2 separate regions of the Zea mays genome follow, and region 1 is linked to region 2. The links are chromatin contacts, called in public Hi-C maps. All regions are on one chromosome and are shown on one strand. Each heading gives the region's core, a stretch centred on a gene start, on an enhancer-like site or on the middle of the called end of the contact. The rest is flanking DNA. Distances are from core to core; before and after follow the strand shown.

Region 1 (5,606 bases), core at 1,679-4,178, 130 kb after region 2:
GCAGAGAGCGAGAGAGAGAGTGCGTGCGGGAGAGGGGAACTGCCGTTGACAGGCGGGGTTCGCTTGTTAGGCAGCGCGGGCGCGCGGCCTGGCTAGGCCGAGCTGGGCTGGTTTGGGCTGCTTTCTTCTTTTCTTTTTCTCTGGATTTTCTAATTCCTTTTCCATTTCTTTTCTGTAGGGTTTTCAAATCCAAATTCAAACTAGGTTTCAAATTCAAATAAATTCAAACATGTCTAACACTTCAAAGAATATTTTAAGCTCAGCATGATGCAACATGTCATGACCCATAGTGTTTTGGCAAAAATAAATAATTAAATCCCCCTACTTTAAGCTATTTCTCAAAAGGAAAAAGGGAGAAAGAATCTAGAGAGAGAGAAAACCTAGAGTGAGAAAAAGAAGAGTGACACATGATTTTGGGTGATAATTAGAAAGAAATTTTATACCCCCAAAATCAGGGTGTTACAACTGAAAGGGAAATAGGGTCAAACTTTTTACTAAATGATTTTGGTGGTTGAATTGCCCAACACAAATAATTGGACTAACTAGTTTGCTCTAGATTATACATTCTACAGGTGCCAATGGTTCAACACAAACCAATAAAAAGAACGAGTTAGACTTCAAAAGAAAGGAGCAAAAAGGAAACCGAAGTGTGCCCTGGTCTGGCGCACCGGACCCATGGTGAATCAACTCAAACTCCGCAGCTTCGGGTTTCCCAGGCGCAGCTCCGCTATAATTCACCGGACTGTCCGGTGCGCCAGCGGAGCAACGACTATCTGCGCGCAACGGTCGACTCTAACGGATGAACAGTGCAACACAGTACCGCGGCAGAAGTCAGAGCAGCAGGTCAGAGGGGCACCGGACTGTCCGGTGCCACATGAGGACAAAGCCTCTAACGGTCGACCAGCTCTAAGCCCTAACGACAGGGTGACGTGGCGGCGCACCGGACTGTCCGGTGCGCCCATCGCCAGCACCATTCTCCAACTGCTACAATTTGGTTGGTGGCTATAAATACCACCCCATCCGGCCACTTCAAGGTGTGGGAGCCCAAGCAACATTCCAAGTCATATAGTTGACATATTCAAGCCCTCCCAACCACCTCTATTTATTGATCCATCCTATACACAAGATTTAGACCACTACAACCCACACAAGTGCCACAAAAGAGAGAGCAAGCAAAAGAAAGCTTCTCGTGTGAGTTTAGCTCTAGTGCCTTGTGAGATTCATTGAGAGAAAGTGTGTGCTACATCTTGCGTTCATTTGTGCGTGGAGTTTTGACTCCCATTGAACTTCCTCCAAAGTTTTGGAGGCTTGTAAAGCTAGCAAGAGACACCTAAGTGTGTGGTGATCCTTGCGGGGTCTTAAGTGATCCTTGAGAAGAAGAAGAGCTCGCCGATCTTTGGGATCGATAGAGAGAGGGAAATGGTTGAAAGAGACCCGTCCTTAGTGGACTCCTCAACGGGGACTAGGCCTTCAAGGGCCGAACCTCGGTAAAACAAATCACCCGTGTCCCTTGTGTTTATTGCTTGTGATTTGCTTGTTCTCTCCCTCTCTAAGTTCTCTTGCGCTACTCTTTGCTAATATCTTTTTGTGTTGCTTCAAGTTAAAACCACATTTAGAGAAGCAACTCCTTGCAAGAAAGAACTTGTGTTACTCTTCTTATCTAAGCCCTCTTGCATTATTCTCCACCAACATTCCTAGTAGTATTGTTATTGATTAAATTCCGCACTCTGAATACAATACTCATTGCAAGCAAAGGACTTAAGTTTATACTCCGGTAATTGTGAATCTTGTTCTAACCACTAATCAAGGGATCTAGTTTATATTTAGAATTATAATTTTCAGGTTTCGCCTATCCACCCCCTCTAGGTGACTTTCAACAACAATGGTGGAGGTAGTTTGGACTTCTAAAATTTTGAAGGGATATAAGGAAGCGTGAAATAATAAGGTCTCTTTTGGTAGGACTCTTTCAAGAGCTTCTTCAACAACTCTTTAAAAAATCTACTAAAGGGGAGATTGTTTGAAGAGCTCTTCCTAGAAAAGAGGGAATAACTCATTTTCTATGTATTTGTCTTCATCGACTCTATATCTTAGAAGAAACTTTAGGATGAGCTATATTTACAACCAAACAAGGTGTTTTCTAGAACTCTTTTGAAAATAAGGAGAAAATTGTTTTCTTAGAGAAGTAATAGACAACACTAAAGCTGGCATAGTAAGAGTTTGGGAGCCTAAGGTTGCCTCCAGCAAGGACCTGTATACGGTTCTGAACATTAAATATAACGTTTCTCGGCTTCCCCTCACCCTCCAACAACAACCGGGAAACAACCCTGTAAATTGTAGCGCTCCTCCAGAGTACTCTAAATGTAGCGGTTGCTGAAGCACGCGCTATATACGCAGTCACGATGGAAGCCACGAAGTAAAGCCGATACGGATACACCATCACAAAGCAAAAATTGATTGTTCATCACATTTCAAATTAATTTAAGCATTCAACGAATCTTTATTGACAAATACAAACATTTTTTGTTTCGAGCACCAAAAAATATATACAACATCGTTGAGTTCATTGTTCTCCTAATAAATATATGAATAAAAAATATTTTTAGATTCCAGAATTCGGTTTTCAACTACGTACTAGTATGATTTCGAAAAATATATAACTTTCAAAATAAAAAAAAACTTATTTTTTGTGTTACGTACATGAGTTCTAATTGTATTAATTTGTTAAAAAATTGAGTATATAGAGTATATTATTACTGTAGATATAGAAGATCAAATTTAGAGAACGTTATTGGAGATAGAGAAAATATAGAGGACAGAATGTTTTAAAGAGTTCTGTAAAGAACAAAGAATATTCTTTTAGAGGCATTTAGAGCTGCTCAGTCTAACACACAGGTGAAAGGCTCCTCATTTGTCACGTTCGTACCATTCGTCGCTGAACAGCGGGACCCGACCCTAAAGACACGGCGCAGAAACCCCGGAACGCCGCACGCGCGGCGGACGACGACGACGTTGAAGGCGAAATGAACAAAACCCTAAACCCCCCTTCCTACCCAATCTATCTTCCCCCGCCCCGCCTCTCCCTTTCTTCTTTACCAAGCCCCCCACACCCAAACCCCTCCTCCCCTGCTCTGCCTGCCCCATGTCCCCGCGCCTCTGACCAACCAGGCTGCCGGAACCCTACCCGGTGCCCCGTGATGCCCCCGCGGCCGTCGCTCCACTCTCTGCTCCTCATGGCCGCCTCCGCCGCCGCGGCCAGCGGGGACTCGGGCCCGCTCCTCGCTGCGCGCCGCCGTCTAGCTGCGACGGCCGCCGCAGGGGGGCACCGCATCCGGCTGCTCCACTCCTTCTCGCCGGGACGCGTCCCCAGGCGGCCTGAGGTGGTCTGCTGCGTGCGCAGCGCCCCCGACTCGCGGCGGTCGGCCCCCGCCCCCCCGTGCTCCAGGAACGGTAATGCGCTGTACCCGAGCTCTGGAGCACTCGTTGCCATGTGTCTGTCGTTTTTCAGTATATAAAAAGAACTTTGAGTGGCTTTGGCTTAGGAGCTAAGCACCCGGGGAAGTATGGTAATTTGCGTGGTCGATGTTTTATTTATTTCGCAGCCAATGGTTGTATCTTCGACCCTAGACAAGTGTTGAGTTTTCATGGTCCCGAGCGAGCTCACATTTGGAAAATGCTTCAAACGCAACTTCCTCCAATTGGAGATTTGGAATTTGTAGCAGAGCGGATCAATGCACGTGCTCAAATGATTTTAGAAATTTAAGTCGAATGGTGTTAGCCTGTTTGACGTATATAAATTAATTGGTGATATGCGCTGACTAGGCCTCAATTTCACTGTCTGTTCTCCTCTACTTAGGCTGCTATTTTTTATAATTTAATTATTTTCATTCTGCTTATAACAACTGGATGCAGAAGCACCTTTGTTTTTAAACCATTTAGTGTGTTTTTTTGCATTACAGTTCATTCGTTTTTGCATTACAGTTCTTTCGGCAAAAAACTACTCAACTGCTTCTGAGGAGAGGCTTGGGAAGATCATTCAGAAGTTGAAAAACGAAGGTATTAATCCCAAGCAGTGGAGACTTGGAAATTTTCAGCGCATGTTGTGTCCACAGGTATGGAGCATCTGTTTTTTACAACCTTGTGCTGCTTCCAGTTTACTGTCTATCCATGAATTATATCTTAGCTTTATAACCAAGTAATCTATCTGATTGAAGACATGAATGATAAGAAATTGTTACACAGAAATGACACATCTCTAAATCACCCATTCAAAATTACGTGAGTCAAGATAACATTTCAATTCACATGCAATACTGATGTATCATTTATTTTTAGTGATCCATTGCTTTGGATGTCGGGTTATCTGGTGACAAATAATGAAGTATAACTTTCCTTCTGTTTGCTAGTGCAATGGTGGATCTAGTGAGGAATTGAGTCTCAGTGTCTACATCCGAAAGGATGGGTGAGTTGTCCACACCTGAATATGTGATTTTGTTGGCCTGTTGTTCCTTCAGCTATATATTTCAGGATCTAACTATCATCTCACGTTCCTTATGTCATTTTCTTCAGCATAAATGCAACATGGAACTGTTTTAGGTCTAAGTGTGGCTGGAGAGGTTTTGTCCAGGTACGTGCATGAACCGAATGATTTTTTTTTTGGAAGAAACTATCTTGATGTCACTCTTTGTCTGCAGGCTGATGGAGTTACCAACATATCCCAAGGAAAGAGTGGCATAGAAAGTGAAACTGACCAAGAGGTTGAAGCTAAGAAGGCAGCAAATAAGGTTTATAGAAAAATCAGTGACGAGGACCTCAATCTTGAGCCACTCTGTGATGAGGTAATTAACTATTGCTACTTAAATCAAAATGGCATTTTGTAAACTATAAAAATATAAAAATTTGGTTGTAGTGTTTCTGTTACTTTTGTTGTATACTACTAAAAGCATCTGTGATCTGTACATTGGCATTCTATAAAACGATGGTTTTGACAGCTTGTAGAGTACTTTGCTACGAGAATGATTTCGGCGGAAACACTTCGGAGGAATAAAGTCATGCAACGTAACTGGAATAATAAGGTAACTGTTGTGGCAGTTCTAAATTGGCCAAACAGCCGTTATTATAGGATTATAAATATGTCACATCATTTGCAGATATCCATTGCTTTTACCTATAGACGTGATGGAGCTCTTGTTGGCTGCAAATACAGGGCAGTCGATAAGACATTTTCACAGGTTTGTGGTCCTCATCCCTTTTACTATGCTTTTACCTATAAAAGTTTTGATCTACTGTTATTAATATGCATTTTTCTTATGTATCAGGAGGCAAACACGGAGAAAATTTTTTATGGTCTGGACGATATAAAGCGTGCACATGATGTTATCATTGTATGTTCATGATCTCCGATTGGTTTTTTTATAGTGTGATTTTTTCTTGGAAAATATGCATCAACTCATTTGATTCCATGCTTGCATTTTGATTGTTTTTTGACATTTCAGGTGGAGGGTGAAATTGATAAGCTGTCCATGGATGAAGCTGGTTATCGTAATTGTGTCAGTGTGCCAGATGGTGCACCACCCAAAGTGTCCAGTAAGATTCCAGACCAAGAACAG
Region 2 (5,544 bases), core at 1,247-3,746:
GCAGCCGCAGTACCGGTCGACACTGCACGTTGACAAGCCACGCCTCCCTTTCGGCTGCGTGCGTCCGTGTCTCCGTACACCTGCCGGACGGCAGTACACGACATATGGACGACGGGGAGGTCCGGCCACCCATCGAGGGCGGTGGTGGCGCGGTGCGCAGCGCAGCTACTACTCCCTGGCTGTAGCGGCACAGTGCTCGTATTTTTTTTTATGTAGGCGCTGGAGTAGACAGACTGGGGAGTGGGGACGTTGGCAGCACAGGTCACTCGTCCCCACACCCACACACTCGCTCGCCCACAGGAACACGGACGGACGTGGGCTCGCCGCCGCAGATTCCGGCCACTGATGGTAGACGTCGAACGGGCCGGGAGGTCGTACGTCTGCAGGTCGGTCACGGCGATCGAGTGCAGTGTACGGAGACAACGGGAGCGGGGAGAGCACCGAATTCAGAGAGACAAGAGTGCGCTGTTGTCGTTTGTAGGTGTACGTAGTAGCACCAGGCACAGGCACCAGAACTTCACCAGCACAGCAGCAGTAGGCCGGCCGGTATATATATAGCTTGAGTTGACCAAGAATCAAGAAAGGTGGTCACGGACTCACGGGAGGGAGTGTCCGTGAAGGATCGTGCGATGATCTAGGCAGGCATGATGGCAACACGTGGTGTGCTGTGCTGATCTCCTCCCCCTCTATGCTCCGGGTCCGTGACAAGGCTAGGTATACGGAGTATTGCGCGGCAGCGTGTTCGGTGTTCCATGGAGGTTGGAGAACTAGGGGTATGTTGCATGGTTGCTGTCACTAGTACACAAGAGTTTTATAGTGATGGTGTTAGACCTATTTTCACTGGCGGGCTGTTTAAGAAAACCGTCAGTGTATGTAATGAAGTAGTTATATATTTATTTAGTGTATCTCAGATTGCAGGGTATAGATTGTGTAATCATATAATGTATTGGGAAAATGACGTTGGTAGTTATCACCTCTCTGGTATTGAGAAATCATGCAATGTATCGAGGTACCGATCACTCTCTGTACTGAGTAATAATGCAATAAATTGGGGTACTGATCATTCTCTGGTACTGAGTAATCATGCAATGTATTGACGGTTTCATTAAGTAAACCGCCAATGTATATATATTTTCACTGGCGGTTCACTTAATACAACCGTCAGTGTAAATATCTGTTTTACACTGACGGTTTAGTTAAGTGAACCGCCAGTGTATACGATATTTCCATTGACGGTTCACTTTAAACAACCGCTAGTATAAATATTTGTTTTCCACTGACGGTTCCTTAAGACGGGTCCACCTATTTATTTTCACTAGCGTACTGTAACTGAAATCGTCAGTATAAACTTTTGTATGCCGCTACCTTAGAACTCTTTTCTACTAGTGTGTTGCGGGCAGGCAAGGTCGCGACATGCTAGGTCCCCTGCTCAAGAGTCAAGTACCCTTCTAGTCTAGAGAATTGAAGAAGGTTGGGAATTATACCTTGAAAATTCTGTTAAGACACTAATAGAGGGTTAAAATTCGGTTCTCCATATCGGTGACAAATACGGCGCCCTTCTTTTTACTACGTAACACTAGCCACTAGAACTATATATAGAACAAAAGAAGTTGTAATTTTGAGGTTTTGCAAAGACGACGTCATTAGTTTAATTAGTAGTACTCGTTACTGGTGCAAGTTTCCCTTTACTAGCCACGTAAAGATATTAGATTGTCTCCAGCAACGTCCTCTATATTCATCCTCTATATCTGTGCTTTACAGTTTCCTCTAAAAGATTTCAACCTGTATATCTCATTTCTCTCCAACAACACCGTCTAAATCACGTCCTCTATACTCAAATACCCATATTAGAGATATTTTTAAATTTTATTTTTTGTACATACGTATTTATTATACTCTCAAATGTACTGTACATATTTTAGTTTTGCTAAACCGGTTATTTAAAGTATTCAAATGGATAGAGGGCGTTTAGAGAAACTCTATATATAGAGAATCCAACAGCGTCCTCTAAATTTAGATGACCGAGAGCGTAGAGAACCGTTTGATCCTCTATATTTAGGGTAGAGAACCCTTTAGGACATGTTCGGTTACACCAATCCAGAGGGGGATTAGAGGGGATTAAATCCTCTTCTAGTCATTTTTGACTAGGAGGGGATTTAATCCCCTCCAATCCCCCTCTGGATTTGTGTAACCGAACAAGCCCTTAGAGGGCCTTGTTGGAGCCGGTCTTAGTTCGTGTGTGCCAACTTTTTATCAACGACGTAAGCTGGTTTAATTATTATAGTAATACATGCCTGCAACGACCGACTTGGCCATGCATCATCTCATCATCGTCACTGCACTGCATCCCGTCGATTCGCGTGTATACACGCTGGCCGGGGCCGCGCATAGCCAGCTCGCCGTGGCGGTTACGCCCCGCGTACGTACTGCAACAGTGTACACGCTCGCCCACCGCCTGGTTTGTCCTTCGGCTGGCTGGTCTGGTTTGGGCCTTTGGACAAACGGCAGAGCTCATCAGTCATCACGGATACGTTCCGCTGGCATCGGACTAGACTAGATACATACAAATACCACGCAGTGTGCTATTGGGCCGATGATCCAGCAAACATTGTTCTATAGCTTTTCTTTTATAAGGCACCAGTCCAAAAAAGCCCAGTCGTTAAAATATCAGGCCAGACCAGTTCAAAAGTCCGGCGGCAAAAACACACACACAACAACAACCTTTAGGGATAAAAAACGGGACGGATATAGCTGGATATAGGGTCATCTCGTATCCTACCCTAATGTATTTCTCCCGGATATGGGAGCGGATAGGGGTAGTTAAGATTCAGGACGGATATAGGACGGGACCGGGTAATAATCTGGGAGGGTAAGAAACGGATAACAGATAGTACTCGTGTATGTACCGGATAATTATCGGCTAGTTCGTTCCAATGATATGAATTGTCCAACCATCCAACAAATACATAAATTAAGCAATACATAATCATGTATGTGATAGATCAAATGTAGGAAAGAAAACCGATAAAATTGACATCATGCATTTCAAAGTTACTAATCACGAGGACATTGTAGAACTAACACCATACTATTAAAAATTCATAAAATATTCTAGTTTCACTCAAAAATTAGAAATAAGTTACAAAAACTAATAAACATTTTATACGAAGATAACTCAAGTCCTCATATGAAAATGATAAAGTAAAGTATTGATTATGTTGAAACTTAGATACTTACAGTGATTTCATATGTAACTCATACAAATAAGTGAAAGTGAAATGTAAGAAACGCGGACATTTTATAGATCTTATGATCCAAACATTTTTATGGTTATATATGAACGTATGTTGTGCCTCCGTAAAATTTTATGATTTTTGAGGCTATTTATACATCTATTAATTTCTTGCCATAGAAAATCATCAAAATACAATTAAATCCATAAAATAACGTAGCGTCGATCGAAAATTGCAAATAAGTTACCAATACTTATAAATAGTCTCTACAAAGATAACCTTAAGTTCTCACGTGGAGATAACATTAAGTCCCCCCACATAAAAATGATAAAGTATATTAATTTGATATAAATTTGAACATTATTTCAATGATTTTGGTCTAAAGATACGTTTAAACAAAATTTGATGTACTACAAAGTTATAGATCTCTTCGAGCTCTACAATTTTTATATAAACTTTATTTTCATCCGATATCATATGTAAAAGTTATGATTTTATAACTGTCGGCGTTTCGAGACCGGGGGGTCCCTAAGCCGACGAGCGAATGTCGCCGCGTGCCCCAGCCCAGATGGGTCGACGCGAGGTCGAGCGCGAAGGGGGGAAGTGAGGTGGCCGGGAGCAGGCGTGAGAGAGGTGGAAATCCCGCGGCCTTCGTGTTCGTCTCGCGCCTAGGTCGGGTGCGCTTGCAGTAGGGGGTTACAATCGTCCACGCGGGAGAGGGAGCGAGCGGCTCCAAGCGAGCGCCTGTCTCGTCCTCGTCCCCGCGCGGCCAACCCTCTCTAAGAGGGCCCTGGTCCTTCCTTTTATAGGCGTAAGGAGAGGATCCAGGTGTACAATGGGGGGTGTAGCAGAGTGCTACGTGTCTAGCGGAGGAGAGATAGCGCCCTAAGTACATGCCGTTGTGGCAGCCGGAGAGATTTTGGCACCCAGCTGGTGTGGTGTCGTGGCCGTCGGAGGAGCGCTGGAGCCTGGCGGAGGGACAGCTGTCGGAGCTGTTGAGTCCTTGCTGACGTCCTCTTGCTTCCGTAAGGGGGCTGAGAGCCGCCGTCGTCACAGAGTATGCGGAGCGCCATCATTGCCTATCTGGCGGAGCGAGCCAGATGGGACGCCGGTCTTGTTCCCCGTGGCCCGAGTCAGCTCGGGGTAGGGTGATGATGGCGCCTCCTGTTGACGTGGCTGGTCTGCGCCCTAGGTTGGGTGATGTGGAAGCTCCTCCGAAGCCGAGGTCGAGTCTGTCTTCTGTGGCCGAGGTCGAGTCCGAGCCCCTGGTTCGGGCGAGGCGTAGACCGTCGGCTAAGGCTAGGGTGGAGTCCGAGCCCTGGGGTCGGGCGGAGCGGAGTTCGTCGTCTTCCGGGGCTGAGCCCAAGTCCGAGCCCTGGGTTGGGCGGAGTGGAGTTCGTCGTCTACTGGGGCTGAGCCCAAGTCCGAGCCCTGGGTCGGGCGGAGCAGAGTTTGCCGTCTTCTGGGGCTGAGCCCAAGTCCGAGCCCTGGGTCGGGCGGAGCGGAGTTTGCCGTCTTCCGGGGCTTAGCCCGAGTCCGAGCCCTGGGTCGGGCGGAGCGGAGTTCGCCGTCTTGCGGGGCTTAGCCCGAGTCCAAGCCCTGGGTCGGGCGGAGCGGAGTTTGCCGTCTTTCGGGGCTTAGCCCGAGTCCGAGCCCTGGGTCGGGCGGAGCGGAGGTCGCCGTCTTCCGGGGCTTAGCCCGAGTCCAAGCCCTCGGTCGGGCGGAGCGGAGCTTCCTATGGTGCCTGCGGCCGGGCCTGACTGCCTGTCAGCCTCACTCTGTCAAGTGGCACCGCAGTCGGAGCGGCGCAGGCGGCGCTGTCTTTCTGTCACGCCGGTCAGTGGAGCGGCGAAGTGACGGCGGTCACTTCGGCTCTGTTGGCTGAGGGGCGCGCGTCAGGATAAAGGTGTCAGGCCACCTTTGCATTAAATGCTCCTGGGATTTGGTCGGTCGGTGCGGCGATTTGGTCAGGGTTGCTTCTTGGCGAAGACAGGGCCTCGGGCGAGCCGGAAATATGTTTGCCGCTGGAGGGGGGTCTCGGGCGAGACGGAGATCCTCCGGGGTCGACTGCCCTTGTCCGAGGCTAGGCTCGGGCGAGGCGCGATCGAGTCCCTCGAATGGACTGATCCCTGACTTAATCGCACCCATCAGGCCTTTGCAGCTTTATGCTGATGGGAGTTACCAGCTGAGAATTAGGAGTCTTGAGGGTACCCTTAATTATGGTCCCCGACAATAACTATATTATTATGCGGGAAACGAAAAAACGAGTACCCGAATTCCGGGTACCCGTATCCGACTCGACTATCCGGGT

The links. Hi-C and Micro-C count contacts between places; a contact is called where the count stands out from the background.
Region 1: a contact with region 2 is called in a Hi-C map of tassel, with 2.8 times the contacts expected there. The contact joins the promoter of LOC103629647 here to the enhancer-like site in region 2. A contact is called at or near these places in 3 of 25 Hi-C or Micro-C datasets (ear, leaf and tassel).

Annotation. Positions count from the first base shown.
Region 1 is chr6:102,313,854-102,319,459 of Zm-B73-REFERENCE-NAM-5.0, forward strand. LOC103629647 (twinkle homolog protein, chloroplastic/mitochondrial) reads left to right here and starts at 2,929. Exons shown (of 21, transcript XM_008650737.3): 1 at 2,929-3,447; 2 at 3,979-4,109; 3 at 4,404-4,459; 4 at 4,567-4,624; 5 at 4,692-4,835; 6 at 4,989-5,072; 7 at 5,148-5,228; 8 at 5,316-5,381; 9 at 5,493-5,606. The coding sequence starts at 3,021.
Region 2 is chr6:102,187,940-102,193,483 of Zm-B73-REFERENCE-NAM-5.0, forward strand. No RefSeq gene overlaps it. Among protein-coding and RNA genes, the nearest start is that of LOC100280474, 49 kb to the left of the region's middle. Within about 2 kb of position 2,497, at least 16 of the 20 cell types and tissues checked have an H3K27ac peak or open chromatin away from gene starts, as enhancers often do. A contact at or near this core is called in ear, leaf and tassel, where this site is marked.